Linked DNA regions of Arachis hypogaea: region 1 is linked to region 2. Evidence: chromatin contacts called from public Hi-C data. All regions are on one chromosome and are shown on one strand. The core of a region is the stretch at or near the end of the contact, and the rest is flanking DNA. Distances in the headings are between cores, read along the strand shown.

Region 1 (2,700 bases), core at 12-2,511, 38 kb before region 2:
TGAGATTTTTTTCACAAAGCTAACATAATTTATCATTAGCTATTATAAAGTAAACTATTAAAACGATACCTCAAAGTTTACATTATTAATAAAAAAATTCTAAAAAATGTTAACGATAAATAAACTCTCGAAAGATTTAAAAACGCAACAAAAAAATTAGATATTAAATATATATTCTAAAAAAAGACTTTAGATATTAGATTTTGATGTAAATTTTTGTAATTATTATTAAAAAATAAGATATTTTTATCTTTAAAATTTGGTAATTTTATGTCAAGTAAATTTTTTTAAAAGAATTTTATTCTGAATTATCATTTTTTAAAAAAAAAACAAAAAAAATTAAAGATCAAATTTTGTTCCAAATTTTTTGTGTACTTTCTAAATATTTATTCAAATATTACCACTTAAATTTATATTAAATAGAAAAATCGTTTGCTAAATACAAAAAAAAAATTGTCTCTTACAAAAAATATAATAATTATTAGTTATTTTTATTATATTTTTAAATTATTTAAAGAGCAATTTTATTAATATCATCTTTCAGAAATTTTATTGTCAATAACTGAATTTTTTAAATACTAAATTAATAGTTAACTCACTAATATAATTTAAAAAAAAATTTAAGTGTATTTAAAATATTAATATTTCAATAATTTTAATCGTTAATTTTAATTAATATATATTATAAAATTTTTTAAATATATTCAAAATATCGATGTTGTAATAATTATATATATTTTTTATAATTAAAATTAACTATTAAAATTATTAAAATATCAATATACTTACTACACTAGAAAATATACTTTTTCTTTTTCATATCCATTTAAACTATTGTAATACCTGTACACTTAAAATTCTTCCATTAATTTAACATAATGGCAATATTGTTAAGAAAAGTTTAAGAGTCAGTAACTTTATTAAATTATGGCCAGCATGTAATTAACAAAAAAAAGTGAGACATTAGATGAAATTTCACACCAACTTTACACTATTAAAATCATCATTAATGATTATTTAATCGTTACAAATCACAAAAGTTACTGCTCCTAGCATTCCTCGTATTATTATATTGGGAGTTGCATGAGTGCCACGTGGACCAATGTTTTCTCTTTCCCATAAAGTTACGATGAAGTGACACAAAAATACAAAATGCATGCGGAATATTAATTATTTAAATTTTTATAGGAGAAGAAGAGAAAAGAGAAAACATGGCGTGAAAGACAAGAACAAATCAGGAGTAGGATTTAGTTAGGTCACTTAGGTGCACGAATAATATATATCATTACATACACTACGGTATTATTCTATTTAAAAACAATATTGATGACGTTAATACCCGGAAAATTTTGTGTGTTAGCTCATTGTCCAATTATCGTCTGAAAAATTTGTGTTTTTCACCGTTAGATAATAAAAAATCAATCATACTTGAATATAGATGTGGCATCTCATTATTTTTCTTTTCGAACAATAAAAAGATAAAGTCTTCAAAAGTCATTAATTGATTTTGACTTGAGCATATATACTTAGTTGTTACGCATTTGGCCAATTGGAATTTGTTCTCTTTTTCATTCTCATGATTTAACTTAGGTACTTTTAATTTACAACCCCGCCCAATAAAAGTATCATGGTTATTTCATATCAGTAATAAACTAATATATCCCCTCCACTACCCCTTAATAACTATGATCACAAGTTGAGATTCTTTAAATTTATACATACTTTTGGCAGGGATGAATTGGAGGACTTTACTTTGTATATTATTCTCTTCTACAAATTTCTGTACCACAAAGAATCAAATAAATATAAAGCAACAATTTTACAAAAAAAAATTATCTTATATTATATTGTACAAATTCTTTCTTTACAAGTAATTAAATTTTAAGATCGAAAGAAAACCACCATAATAAAATGCAAAAATTATCTTATTTAAATGAGTTGTATTCAATTTATTCCAGTATTAATTTGTCCCTTACTATATATATCATCTTTTTAAAACTAAAAGATGAAAATATATGTCAAGATGATCATTTTACTTTAAAATTAAGAGTAATTCTAGTTAGAAAAACAATATTTTAAAATTATTTTATTTAACTTAATACTTATAATTTTATATATGTAATATTTATAATTATACACTTATTATATTTAATATTATATATTTATTTTAATAGTCAGTAATTAATAAATACAAACAAAAACCAAAAAAACAAATTATGACCATCTTTGGCTTCCTAGAATTTAACCTCAAACATTATATACATAAAATAATAAAATTATACATATTAAATTAAATAAAAATAATTTTAAATTATTACCTTTCTAATATTACTCAATTAATTATTATTTATCACACTACAATAAATTCGAATTGAGGCAACCCTTTAAAAACATTGCCTATAATAAGAAAAAGCGATGCCTTTGATTAAAGGCAACACTTTTTGATAAAATGCAACACTTTTTGGAATTGGCTATACGGCCGTTACCTTTGGTCTAAAGCAACAGTTTTTTGCATCAAAGAAAACCCTTTTCGTGGCAACCTTTAAAAAACATTGCATTTTCTACTAAAAAATAATTTTATGTAAGGGTTGCTTTAGAGGACCCAAACACAACGCATTAATAAAGACTTTATTGTGACATTTTTTACGAGTTGTATTTTTTAATACATAAAGTAACACTTGTCTAAGTTTTTTTAAGTTT
Region 2 (2,700 bases), core at 136-2,635:
CTCTCAAATTTCTCTTTCAATTCTTGTTTTGATTTTAATTCTCATTATATTTTAGTGTTCTATTGTCTCAATCTTCTTAGTTTCTCTTGTTAATCTCTTGTTTTGCTCTCTTTTGTGTTATGAACAATTGTTGGATCTTAATTTCTTCTAATGCAAATTTTATGTTTTTATGTCCTTTTTATGTTCATCTTAATTGCTATTGTTGATTTCTTGCTTGTGGTAGTTATGGGTTTCCTTTAATTCTTACATTTTATGATGTTTACTTTTATTACACTCTAGGTATTTGATAAAATGTTTACACTAGTTTTTGAGTAGTTTCTTTTGCTCTTGGCTTAGGCTAAGGGAATTGAGTGACCTTAAGTCATTGGGTCTCAATGATTTGGTGATTTGAGAACCCTTGGTGATCAATTTGATATTAATTGACATTAACCCACTACTAATCTAATTAGTAGATAGGTTGGAACTTATGGGTTGATGTGATCAAACCTATTTGACGTACCTCAAGCTTAGGAGTAGATATTACGTACTTAAGACTTTTAGGGGTAGACTTAATAGGTTGGCCTCTCATAATTATCAATATTTAGTTTGTAGACAAGGATGGTGATCTCATATTACCTATGTCTAGCCAAGAGTATTTTTCCTTTCTTTTATTTAGTTAATTGTTCATTCACTTCTCTTGCCATTTATTTTCTTGCCAAAATATCAAATCAAACCCCTTGTATCTTCATAGCCAATAATTAAACACTTCATTGTAATTCCTTGTGAGACGACCCGGAGTTTAAATACTTCGGTTATTTTTTATTGGGGTTTGTACATGTGACAAAACCATATTTTAATTTGATGTGAGAGTTGTTTGTTGGTTTGGAGCTATGCTTACAACGAAGTGATTCCTTTCTTTAAGAAGAAAATCTAGACCGACAACAATTTTTGTATCAATAATAAAATAAATCCATTTTTTTATAAGTTGAGGGAAAAAATATAATTAAAAATTTTTCTTTAAAATTTCTAACTATGAATAATTTTAAACAATTTTTTATAAATGTTATTTGTTCAAATTTTTTATAACTCTTATAAAATATTGTATTTTTATTTAAAAATATTGTCTTAAAATTTTTATATTGTAATATTTTATAAATGTAATTTTAGATATAAAAAAATAATTATTTTTATGAATGACCAAAATTTTTGTTATCTTTATCCTACTCAAAGACAATTTGTCAAAAATATTGTCTTTGTCCATGTAAATCAATTTTTATTAAATATTACTTTAAATAAGGGGTTATTTTAGAAAAAAAAAAAAAATTGTAGTGTCATAACACATCCATCAATATAAGGCATCACCTCAATACAATCTAGTCAGACTACATGATAGCCCACCAACATTATATTATTAAAGCAATAACATCCAACAAACAAGTCAAATCCGCATCAGAATTAGCTAAAACAAAAAAAAGAAAAAGATTAAAGCATAGAAAGTTATCATTATTTCAAACCACCATCCCCAATCCTGGTTTAGAAAACAAGTATAACCCCTTTTGCATGAAAGCAAAATCACCTGAAATTAAATCACCTCTTAAACCATCGCTTGCTACCCACAGATAACATCAACCCTTAAAATGTTTTCAAAGGAAAAATATAAAATATAAAATGGAACACAATATGAGGAACTCTGCCAAGAACTATTAAATTAGATTCAGGCATATGAATAATTTTTTAATAATTTTTACAATTCTCACCTTCGTACATTATTTTGAACTTATCTCCATGCTAATTTTATCTTATGGAGTCCATGCATTATCCCACATGTTGATATAATGGGACCCTTGTGTCTTCATTTAATCAATTAATAATATAATAAAAGTATGATAATGTGTTCACTGTTCACATCAACTTCAACGTTACTGAAGGAACATCTTCAGTGCTTCCTAATATGATATTATCCAAAATGATAATCCTTTTTATATTGAGATTATATATTCCTTTTTATATAAATATAATCATTTTTTATTTGGCGAAAATAAAAAAAGGTAAAAAGCAAAAACGAAAAAGAAAAAGCTTGATCTATAATCCTTTCTAATAGTATGAAAAAGTATATATATAATTGTTTCAGAACGCTCCAAAAATTAAAGAGGAAATTAATCATTGTGATCAGCTTAATTATATATGTGCATTTTTTTATATATGAAATAAATTCTTTTATATATTTTATATGAATTTATTGAAGTATTGAGTTTGGATTAAATTTAAATAATTAATTCATGACATTTTTACTCTTATAAATATAAAGTTTGAGAAATATATGATCATTTTAGAGTACATTCATATGCTTTGTTTGGATGGAAGAAAACAAAGAGAAAATAAAGAAGTAGAGATTGAGTGAGGAGAGGAGAGAAGAGGGAAAGAAAGGAAGAAGAGGACCAATGCGTAAGTTGAATGTTTCGTGAGTTACGTTATTTGTTTGAACGAAGAGAAAATTAGAAAAGAAAAAAGTAGTTAGAATAGTAATATATGTTAGGTTTAATTATTTTAACTGTCTTTATAGTTTTATTAAATTTTTAAATTGACTTTTATTTATTTATTTATTTTTATTAAATTTCTATACCATATTAGATTTTATAATTAATTTTCTACTGTAATAAAAATATTGAAAATAACAGAATATTCCGTTAAACAAAACGAGTATGCTAAATAATAAATACT

What was found. A called contact is a pair of places that touch in the nucleus more often than the background predicts.
Region 1: a Hi-C map of an unstated tissue shows a contact between it and region 2, with 2.5 times the contacts expected there. The contact joins two enhancer-like sites. A contact is called at or near these places in 3 of 8 Hi-C or Micro-C datasets (leaf and an unstated tissue).

The regions. Positions count from the first base shown.
Region 1 is chr17:26,119,397-26,122,096 of arahy.Tifrunner.gnm2.J5K5, reverse strand. No RefSeq gene overlaps it. Among protein-coding and RNA genes, the nearest start is that of LOC112767606, 7.6 kb to the right of the region's middle. Within about 2 kb of position 1,261, at least 2 of the 3 cell types and tissues checked have open chromatin away from gene starts, as enhancers often do.
Region 2 is chr17:26,081,181-26,083,880 of arahy.Tifrunner.gnm2.J5K5, reverse strand. No RefSeq gene overlaps it. Among protein-coding and RNA genes, the nearest start is that of LOC112766678, 26 kb to the right of the region's middle. Within about 2 kb of position 1,385, at least 2 of the 3 cell types and tissues checked have open chromatin away from gene starts, as enhancers often do.